3 separate regions of the Mus musculus genome follow, and all the other regions are linked to region 2. A link is a contact called in public ChIA-PET data. All regions are on one chromosome and are shown on one strand. The core of a region is the stretch at or near the end of the contact, and the rest is flanking DNA. Distances in the headings are between cores, read along the strand shown.

Region 1 (3,556 bases), core at 80-2,579, 330 kb after region 2:
GAAATGTATTCTGTGGTCCAAATGTCCCCCCTGGGACTAAGGATGCAAGTCTTAACAAGTGTTGTATAATAGGGGCCTGAAGTTAACAATGCTTCGTATCCTGGAAAATCGCCAAGATGGTTCATTTCTATTTAGCTATTTATCTGTGTGTAGGTGTGGCGGGAGGTGCTTGACCATGTGTGTGCATGGTGAAACCAGAGGTTGAAGTCAGGTGTCTTCCTCCCCTTTCCCCTTTTTGAAGCAGGGTCATTTATGGAATCTGATCTTCACCAGTTGACAATCCTTGGAATCCTCCTGTCTCTGCCTCCCAGTGCTGAGATTACAGGTGTGTGCCACCACACCCAATTTTTAAACTAGGAGATCCAAACTCTGATCTTCATGCACGCCCAAAGAGCACTCTACTCACTGAGCTAACTCCCACTCCATCCCTTATTGTATTGTCTTAAATTCATTATTAGCAATTTACAAGAACGCCTCAGTGTGTAGTCCAGGTTATACAGACATCTGTGTTAGTTACTTCTCTGCTGTTGTGACTAAACACCATGGCTGACCCCCCTTATAGAGGGAAGAGTTTATTCAGAGGATGAGTCCTAACAGCCCTGGAGGCATGGGCGCTGATGGCTGATACGGGAAACAGAAAGAAGCACATCTTCAACCCCAAGCACAAAGCAGAGAGAGTGTGTGAGGTAGAAGTGGGGGAAGGCTGTGAACCCTCAAAGCCCACCCCATGCTCTATTTCTTCCAGTAAGGCTACACACACACACACACACACACACACACACACACACACACTGACACCTCCCCAGGCACCACCCGGGGACCAAGGACTCAAATGTCTGAGCCTATGAGGGGACATTCTCAGTCAAACCTCTGCATCACTCCTGGGCCTCCTTAGTCATAACCAAATCACAATTAAAAAAAAATGCATCGAGTTCAACTTCTAAAATCTCCACAGTCTTTAACAGACTCAACATGATTCAAAAGTCCAAAGTTTCTTCTGAGATATAAGGTAATCTCTTGACTGTCACTTCCTGTAAAACAAAACAAAACAAAAACAATAAATTCCATACTTCCAACATTCAATGGTACGAAATATATATTAGCATTCCAAGAGGGACGTGTTGGGGTATAGTGGGGGAAATACTGGCCCAAAGCAAAACTCATCAGGACAAACTCCAGGTCTGATGTCAGTGAATTTAGCTCAGCCCCTCCAGCACTGCTGCCTTCAGCCTACATCTCTGCCTCGGGCCACCTCCACTTCCTGTGTACAGCTCTCTGTAGCAGACGACTTAGGGTTCTGATTTCTCCCACATCCTGCAGTACAGACTTTCTTTTCACAGCTTTACACAATGGCTGCTCGCTCAGGGCCTTCTGCTTACAGCAACCCTAGCACTGGTACACATTGGTTGGCCTCAGTAACTCTCTGAAACCACAGAGGAAGAACCCACAAGCCCTTGCTCTTGCATCTTTCATGCCCCTAAGTGACTAATGCATAGAGGACACAGCCAAATTCAACTGTGGGCTTGGGATCGCACCTCGCCCCTTTGACCATGAGCAGAAACTTTGGTATGGTATAGCTTTCTCAAGTAGAAGAGCCCTTAGGCTCCATTCTACTAGTCCAGAGCTTAGCTAGGTGGGGCCTTTCCCTAGGGCACCCCTCCTATTAGTACCGCCCAGAGCAGGCTTGCACTACAGTCTGAGGTGCTTGTTTTCCTATCTGCGGATGAAGGCAGGAGAAGAATATAATTTTATATTATGAAATAAAAGAGCCAGGTGCACATACTTGGGAGACCAAGGCAGGCAGATCTCTGTGAGTTCACAGCTAGCCTGGTCTACAGAGCAAATTCCAGGACAGACAGGGCACAGGGCTACATAACAGTGAGACCCTATCTCAGAGAGAGAGAGAGAGAGAGAGAGAGGAGAGAGAGGAGAGAGAGAAAGAATTTGGGACTAGGGAGTTTTGTTTTACTTGGAGATTGGGTCTCTTGTAGCCTTAAGAATGTGGCCTTAAGAATAACTGAACTGATTTGCCTGTCTCTGCCTCCCAAATGCTGAGATTACAAGCATGAACAACACATCTGTTTTATGTGGTATTGGGCATCAAACCCGGGACCTCACACATACTAGGCAAGCACTCTATCAATTGAGCCATGTGCTCAGAGTTCAGAACTTTTCTTTATGATAGTATCATATCCAGAACCTAGTTTTTTCTTTCTTTCTTTTTTAAATATTTATTTTATGTATATGAGTACACATATACATACTGTGAGCCTTCATGTGGTTGTTGGGAATTGAATTTTAGGACTTCTGCTTGCTCGCGTCAACCCTGCTTGCTCTGGTCAACTCTGCTTGCTCAGTCCCTGCTCACTCTGGCTCAAAGATTTATTCACTGTACTGTAATAAGTACACTGTAGCTGTCTTCAGACGCACCAGAAGAGGTTGTCGGATCTCACTATGGGTCATTGTGAGCCACCATGCTAGCTCTCCAGCCCTTCTTTCTTCTAGTTTTCTGAAATAAGAGTCTTGCTTTGCTCCTTATTCCTGGTCTTTCTGTCTCTGTTTCCCCAGGGTTTTTTGTGGCACGCGTGCGTGTGCGTGTGCATGTGCGTGTGTGTGTGTGTGTGTGTTTGTGTGTGTGTGTTTGTGTGTGTATGTGTGTGTGTGTGTGTGTGTGTGTGTGTGTGTGTGGTGTTTGTGTGTACAAGCATGTGCATTTGTGTGAGGGCCAGAGGTCAACCTTTAGAGTGTGTGGTGGTTTGAATGAGAACGGCCTCCACAGGCTCATGTATTTGAATACTTGGTCCCCAGTGGATGAAACTGCAGGAAAATGATTAAGAGGTTTGTCCTTGCTGGAGGAGATGTGTCACTGAGGGTGAGCTTTGAGGTTTCAAAAGCCCACACTGTCTTAGTCAATATTCTGTTGCTGTAAAGAGACATCATGACTGTGGCAACTATTATAAAAGGAAACATTTAATTGGGGCTGGCTTACAGGTTCAGAGATTTAGTTCATTATAATCATGGTGGAAAACATGGTGGCACGCAGGCAGACATGGTGCTGGACAAGGAGCTGAGAGTTCTATCTCTGGACTGGCAGGCATCACTGGGGGTGGGGGTGGCACACTGGGCCTGGCTTGAGCATCTGTAAGCCCCCCCCCACCCCCAGTGACACACTTCCTCCAACCAGGCCACAGCTACACCAACAAGGCTATATACCTCCTAATCCTTGTTAAGTAACACCATTCCCTAATGACCAAGTCTCCAAATATATGCACCTACAGGGGCCATTCCTTTCTAACTACCTTACACACCATTCTTAGTTAGCTCAATCTGCCTCCTGATTGTTTGGAGTTGTAAGTTCTCAGCTATTGCTCCAGCACCATGTCTGTTTGCCTACTTCCATGCTCCCTGCCACAGTAGTTAAGGACTCTGACCCTTGAAACTATGAGCCCCAAATTAAATGTTTTCACATATAAGTTGCCTTGGTCATGCTGTCTTATCATTGCAATAGAACAGTAACTAAGAGTTGTTTCTTAGGTTTCATCCACTTTGTTTTGAT
Region 2 (3,647 bases), core at 591-3,090:
TGAATAGCTAAGAAAGGGGGCTGGGGGACTGGGACATGCGCTGTGGGAGGAGGGGCTGACTTTGCACAATACACCATTTCACCTTTTCATTTTACCCATGGATTTGTGTCATCTTTCAAAGCAGTAGTCAGGGCTGGAGAGATGGCTCAGTAGTTAAGAGCACTGACTGCTCTTCCAGAGATCCTGAGTTCAATTCCCAGAAACCACATGGTGGCTCACAACCATCTGTAATAGGATCTGATGCCCCCTTCTGGTGTGTCTGAAGACAGCAATAGTGTACTCATATACATAAAATAAATCAATCTTTAAAAATAAATAAATAAATAAAAGCAGTAGCATGGGGGGTTGGTTTGTTTCTGTCTTTGTTTTCTTAAGAAAGGGTTATATTCCCTCAAATACCTACTGATAAACCAGACATTTTTCTAAACATTAGGACATGACGAGACAAAACAGACCATCACTGCGTTGATCGTTTTCTTAAGTTTGTCCTCCAGACTCTCAGCCTTTTCCTGCGATCTTCTTCCTTTTCTTAAAAATGTATGTCTCTGTGTGTGTGTGTGATGTGTATGTATGGTATGTGTGTGTATGTGTATGTATGTTATATGTGTGTGTGTGTATTCAGTGTATGAGTATGATATGAGTATATATGCTGTGAGTGTAGGCATGCGTGCCACAGGATGGCTTTCAGGAGTTGGCTTTGCATCCTACCTTGTTTGAGGTGAAGTCTGTCTCAGTGCTTCTGCAGTGTGTCATGTCCTTCGGGTGCTCTGGGAAAGCCCACTGTCTCTGCCTCCCCTCTCACTGCAGAAAACCTGGATTAGGAGTGTGTGCGTCCACATTGGCTTGTATATAGGTTCTGGGGTCACACTCAGGACATCAGGCTGTGCAGCACGTGCTTCTGTCCCCTGAGCATCGCGCCAGCCCAGCCTCTTATTTCTATTTACTCAGCTTGATTGCTTGCTTCCTCTCTGCATTACCAACTTTCTCCAGTACCCCTGGTTCTAACACCTTCCTTGTTAGGTCACTAGAAGGACTTGCTTCTGTGGCCTCCCCTCAGCTCATCCCCCACCCAGTAGGCACAGGAAGCTGAGTTTTTAGTATAAAAAGTAGAGCCTTCCTTTTTTGTTTTTTTGTTTTGTTTTGTTTTGTTTTGAGACAGGGTTTCTCTGTGTAGACCTGGCTGTCCTGGAACTCACTCTGTAGACCAGGCTGGCCTCAAACTCAGAAATCTGCCTGCCTCTGCCTCCCAAGTGCTGGGATTAAAGGCATGCGCCACCACGCCTGGCTAGTAGAGCCTTTCTTAAGATAGACTCATGTTAATCAAGCTAAAAATTAAGTACTTAGCTAGGTGAGATAGAGTACCACATCCAGTAAGTAGGCAGATCATTGTGAGTTCAAGGGCAGCCTAGTCTGTATAGTAAGTTCCAGGCCAGCTAGGGCCATGTGAGAGCTTGCCTTAAAAAATAAAGCATCTCAAAATGGTCTGTGGTTCTTGACTGTGCTCTCTCCAGTGCTGGACCCCGCCCACTCTTGGTCTCAGGTCAGGTGTTCCCACTCCATGTCTGAGTCTTTGGCTTTTACTTCTGTTTACCACCCCTACCCTCAGCGCACCCCTCCCCGCCCCCACATCCTGGAATATCCCCTCGAGTTTGTGGCTCCTCCCTCAGTCTAGCCTGCTTCTGTTCTCCTTGCCCACCAAGTTCCAGTTAGAACGCCCTCTTCCACGTGTGCCCAGGGCTCATCACTCAACAGCTAATTCTCTCTGAGCAGCGTGTCTGCCATTCTCTAGTCTGACTGTCCTCCTCTGCACTAGCCCGGCTCTTTCCTCAGCTTCCTGTACCACACCCAGGGCTTTGCTGCCCCCACTGAAGTTCCTCCCTGCCCCTCGTCACCTACTGTTTTCATCATTTTCAGATGTGTGCCAAAACCACAAGTCTGCCTGACGACTTTTGATAAATTTGGATGTAGCCAATATGAGTGTGTGCCCAGACAGCTCACCTGTGACCAGGCCCGAGATCCTGTGTGTGACACAGATCACATGGAGCACAGCAACCTCTGCACTCTGTACCAAAGAGGGAAAAGCCTGTCTTACAGAGGCCCTTGCCAGGTATGTTGTTTGGCTACCAAACCCAAGGGTATCAAGTTAGTTTGTGACCTTTTTAGACAAGCAGAATGCAGCCCTGCTGAGAAAGGAGTGGTGTGGCTAACGCTAACGCTGCCCGGGGAGTTAGTGTGTGCCTCTGAGGAGGAGTGTAGAAGCTGGCAGAACCTATTCCTAGGAAAAGACTTAAGGTTTCACACCGGGGATGGTCACCGCTAGCCATCTTTTCACAGTTCTATGGGCTGCCATAGAAACAAATCAGGTCAGGCAGTGGTGGCACATGCCTTTGATCCCAGCACTTGGGAGGTTGAGGCAGGAGGATATCTATGAGTTTGAAGCCAGGCTGGTGTATCAGGACAGGCTACACAGAGAAACCCTGTCTCAAAAAAGAAGAGAAAAGAAGGGAAGGGAAGGGAAGGGAAGGGAAGGGGAGGGGAGGGGAGGGGAGGGGAGGGGAGGGGAGGGGAGGGGAGGGGAGAAAGAAAGAAAGAAAGAAAGAAAGAAAGAAAGAAAGAAAGAAAGAAAGAAAGAAAGAAAGAGGAGAGAGGAATCAGGAAGAAAAGCAATCTCCCCCCACCCCCACTTCCTGCTTCCCACCTTCTCCCACTGGGCTGAAGTGACATGAAAATCTCTAAGCTTTGTTTTACATCAGCCTAACTCAGTCTTTTAGGCTTGTAAGATCTGCTTCCACATTAAATAACCTTATGGGATAGGCTCCTTGGAGCTTCCCACTGACCTGATCCTGTGCTGACCCTGTCCTGGGAGATTCCCATCTTAGGCCCCAGCGACACCTGCAAACCACAAAAACCTGACATGTTCCATGCTTCCATGGTGGGGAAAATCCCTTCAGCTTGTCTGGCTACAGTTTTCTCTTGGAGTTGGTGCCCCACTCACATGGACAGCACCTGCTACACACACACACACACACACACACACACACACACACACACACACACACACACTTCTCTTCATCCTTGCTAGGGTGTTTCTCAGGTATATCCCTAACTACCCAATAATTATACTAGACTCTGCCTCCCCTGCTCATCTCTTGGTCCCTCCCTCCTCCTCTTTTCCCATATCCAGCATGAAATGATAAGGTCCCACCTTTTCATGAAGAGCGATCTTTTCATTTAGACTTTCATGATTACTAAGAGAAGTGTGGGTGAAGGGATATTTTTATCTTGTATTAGTCTCAGTGGAATAAGCCGACAATATTCCAGAGTTGATCTTGTGACAACCTATTACTTAGTCCACCCCAGGACTTTAGAGGGTCCCCAAAACTTAAACCTGTGTCTTTTAACTTCCTGAAAATAGGGAGATCAGCTCTGTGCTCACAATTAGAAAGATGTACCATGGAAGTTTCCAGGCTAGCATTTATTTGTCTTTTCTCAGCCTTTCTGCAGAGCCAAGGAGCCTGTCTGTGGGCACAATGGTGAGACATACAGCAGTGTGTGTGCTGCCTACTCAGATCGTGTGGCCGTGGATTACTACGGGCCCTGCCAGGCTGTCGGCGTCCTCTCGGAATACAGTGCTGTGGCTGAGTGTG
Region 3 (3,592 bases), core at 286-2,785, 360 kb after region 2:
GGCCGGCCTCGAACTCAGAAATCAGCCTGCCTCTGCCTCCTGAGCGATGGGATTAAAGGTGTGTGCCACCACGCCCGGCTCTAATATTTTTCTGGTTTGGGCTGTCACTACAATTTAACTCATGCAACCTATGTAAGTTTTATAATGACCAAGCTCATGACTAGGTATAATAGGGATGCTATGATGAAAAATACTTCTATTGGCATACTGGGTGTTTATGGCGCATTGAATTTTTCTTTCTTTCTTTTTTCTTTTTCTTTTTTTCCAAAAATCATTTCTGTATTTGTTTGCAGGGAGGGGTAAATGAGGAAGTCAGATTTCTGGGGATTGAATTTAGGTTTTCAGGGCTGGTGGCAAGTATCTTTACCCATGAGCCACATTGCTAGCATCTTGATGGGTAGTTAATTTAGTTCCTAAGGTTTTATAACTTATAGCAACAGATTTTAGTAAGAATTATGAGATGCACAGGGAAAAGTGGCACAATGTTAGAGCTCTTGCTTAGAATAGCCAAGGCCAGGGAGAGCCCTCCCATGAACCAGAAGGGGGAAAAAGATCAGGGGAAAGAGGGGTCAATGGGTAATGGCAATTGGTACCAAGTTGACAGCTTGACTTGATTAGTTAGACCCATTAGGTGGCAAGAGAGAACCAACTCTTGAAAGTTGTCCTCTAACTGCCACAGGTGTGAAGTGACACGTGCCCCCCTTCCCACAAGCACGCACTCGAATAAATGAATGTAATGAAAAATTAAGAACATAAAAAACTTAATTATATGAAAACTTTTTTTTTTTGTTTTGTTTTTGTTTTTCGAGACAGGGTTTCTCTGTGTAGTCCTGGCTGTCCTGGAACTCACTCTGTAGACTAGGCTGGCCTCGAACTCAGAAATCTGCCTGCCTCTGCCTCCAAAGTGCTGGGATTAAAATATGAAAACTTAGCAAGTCAATGTCTTCTGGAAAAAATTTCCTTGTCCCTATGAGATATGCACACTGCAGTTAGTAAAGGCAAACTATTAAAAAAAAAAAAGGAAGTGAAGATGAGAGAGGGTTTTGGGTGGTGTGGGGAGCAAGAAGGGAGAATAAAGTGGATATGATCAACATACATTGTATACGTGTATGAAAGTGTCGAAGAATAATGGTATTTTTAAAAAAATAAAAATATTCTTAAAAAAAAAGAAAGAAGGAGGCAAGGCCTTAAGTCTTCAGTCAGTATCTTTTTTTTTTTTTTAAATTAGGTATTTTCTTCATTTACATTTCCAATGCTATCCCAAAAGTCCCCATACCCTCCCCCCCCCACAACTCCCCTACCCTCCCACTCGCACTTCTTGGCCCTGGCGTTCCCATGTACTGAGGCTTAAGTCAGTATCTTAAAGTCTTCACCATCACCGATCCTGAGCATTTGACATCCTACACATTTAGTATCCCATCAAAAGTTTGAGCCTATCTCGCCCCGCCCCACCATCGCTCCGCCCAGTTTTCTCCCGGCCCCGCCCCACCTCCCTGGGACTGGGCTCCCTTGGGCCCCGCCTCTTCCGGCCCGCGAGGTTTGATTCCTTTGGCGGGCGGAAGCTGCTGGAACTTGAATCCTGCAGAAATTCCCACCGACTTGTTCCGGCTTTGCTAGACTCTGCAGCCGGCTGCTTCACCTTCTGTCCTGTTCGGTCCTGTTCGGTCCTTGCTGGGCCCGCTGCCCTTCAGGTCAGTTCTTCCGTCCTCGGGCCGCACTCTGGGCCTCGTGGGGCGTGGCCGGGAGACGGAGTTTCCCTGGGGTTCCACCCATCAGCACTGTTCTCTGTGAGAACGTCTAGGTTTTTCGACCCTGGCTTTCACAGATGGTGGATGGTAGTTTTTTTTTTTTTTTTTTTTTTTTTTTGTCTCGGGTTCTGAGATGTATCTTGCGTCTTGAACTCACTGGTCTCGAACTCACTTTGTAGCCAAAGTGGTCCTTGAATTCTGGATCCTCCTGCCTTACCTTCCTGAGCGCAGGAGATACAGGCGTGAGCGCTCCCCACTCCCCATTCCCCGCTCAGCGGGTAATTGATAAAGTTTGACAGAGCATTTGACGCCCCGGAGGCTCCCATAATGGGAATTTCCAGTTCTGTTTCAGTGCTTTTGACTGTCTGCAAAAGCGATTCAGAGATGGGCTTTGAGGCACTTACACTTTTCAACTCAGTTTTCTGGGGTATTCCAGTTAAAAGAGAAATGTGTGTAACCCCTTTGTAGAGCCCAAATCCTTCCTCACCTTGCACCTCTAAAGCAAGTGGCCCGAGACTCGTATTGTAAGGACGCCCAGAGGCTATAGCAGTAAATGGAGGAGCCAGGTGGCTCCTGCCAAGAAGGGTGTGGAGGGGAGCAGTTCCCTGCTTCTCATCCCAAGGCAGGAGCTCACACTAAGGTGAGGTAGTGAGTGTTCTAGTCTCACCTTAGGTAGATTTCTGTGGTTAATGGAGGAGGAGGAAGAGAGGGTTTCAGAGGGGTCTGAAACGTTGGCTAGAGAATTTAGTCCCAACTTTTGTTCATGTTTTGGCTTCTGTTTCTTCTTAAACACCTTCGTGGAAACAGTGGCTCTGTCCCTTTTATCTATTATGAACCAACTAGATGGACAGGTTAGTCCCTAAATGCTTTTGGGAATGAATGCCTCTATTGCTGCTCTCAGAAATCTCCGCAAAGGAGCAGAAGGGTGCCGCCACTCAACTGTATTCTAAGGCCAGGTTGTAAGCCATTCTGCACTCTCATCTGAAATGACCAGATCAGTGTCAATGAGCACGAGAGGCAAGTTAATGTGTTTTGTAGTAAGTGATAGCATGGCTCAAATAACACCATACTGGTAGCAAAATACCCTCAGTTTGCCTTTTATGAGGACTCACTGTATAGTCCAAGCTGGCCTCTAACTCACAGAGATGCACCTACCTGCCTCTGTTCCTGAGTGCTGGTATAAAGGCATGTACCACAGTTATCTAATAGAATCACAAATTTCCCAATATCTAGCTAATTTCTTATTTTTTTCAGAAAAGTGTCTCTATTGCATATACCCCATTTCTTCACCAACTAGAGGAGTTCTGAGATATCATATTTTTGCTTTCTGTATTCCAATTTCTAGAAGGTAAACGGGATGTGTACAGTTATTTAGACCCAGCTTTATACCTACAACATGATCTAATCACTAGTCTCTTTTGGGGGGAGGTGGGGTGGGGTGGGCTGAGGCTTTGAGACAGGGTTGCTCTGTGTAGCCCTGGCTGTCCTGGAACTCACTTTGTAGACCAGGCTGGCCTTGAAGTCAAAGATCCACCTGCCTCTGCCTCCCAAGTGCTGGGACTAAAGATGTTACCTCTGCCCAGCTAGTTTTTGTAATAGTAGCAAAAATGATCTTCCCTGGATTTGAAGATGATATAATCTAGCCTTACAGTGGTGATACTCAAAGACATGGTGTGATTTCAGGGAAGAGGGTAGTCAGAAAAAAAAAAGGATTTAGTGTTTGTGCAAGTCTTTTCCTAGGAACTGGACATTTTAAAAGTCCGTAGGGAGGAATCTGTGAAGAAGTTAATTATGAGCCAAGCCTGGTAATGCAGTTGTAACTGTGTGTGTGTGTGTGTGTGTGT

Evidence for each region. ChIA-PET counts read pairs in DNA pulled down with a chosen protein or histone mark.
Region 1: an RNA polymerase II ChIA-PET map of memory CD8 T cells shows a contact between it and region 2, with 6 read pairs. The contact joins two enhancer-like sites. A contact is called at or near these places in 1 of 484 Hi-C or Micro-C datasets (pro-B cells) and 1 of 115 datasets of contacts at active chromatin or transcription factors (memory CD8 T cells).
Region 3: an RNA polymerase II ChIA-PET map of memory CD8 T cells shows a contact between it and region 2, with 8 read pairs. The contact joins the promoter of Melk here to the enhancer-like site in region 2. A contact is called at or near these places in 11 of 484 Hi-C or Micro-C datasets (B cells, the P5424 cell line, embryonic stem cells and 1 more), 1 of 115 datasets of contacts at active chromatin or transcription factors (memory CD8 T cells) and 1 of 9 other capture datasets (liver).

The regions. Positions count from the first base shown.
Region 1 is chr4:44,269,977-44,273,532 of GRCm38.p6, forward strand. No RefSeq gene overlaps it. Among named protein-coding and RNA genes, the nearest start is that of Melk, 29 kb to the right of the region's middle. Within about 2 kb of position 1,330, at least 41 of the 459 cell types and tissues checked have an H3K27ac peak or open chromatin away from gene starts, as enhancers often do. A contact at or near this core is called in memory CD8 T cells, where this site is marked.
Region 2 is chr4:43,935,396-43,939,042 of GRCm38.p6, forward strand. Reck (reversion-inducing-cysteine-rich protein with kazal motifs) reads left to right here. Exons shown (of 21, transcript NM_016678.2): 17 at 1,915-2,107; 18 at 3,494-3,647. Among named protein-coding and RNA genes, the nearest start is that of Glipr2, 20 kb to the right of the region's middle. Within about 2 kb of position 1,841, at least 94 of the 459 cell types and tissues checked have an H3K27ac peak or open chromatin away from gene starts, as enhancers often do. A contact at or near this core is called in B cells, the P5424 cell line and memory CD8 T cells, where this site is marked.
Region 3 is chr4:44,299,382-44,302,973 of GRCm38.p6, forward strand. It overlaps Melk (maternal embryonic leucine zipper kinase), which reads left to right and starts at 1,536. Exons shown (of 18, transcript NM_010790.2): 1 at 1,536-1,691.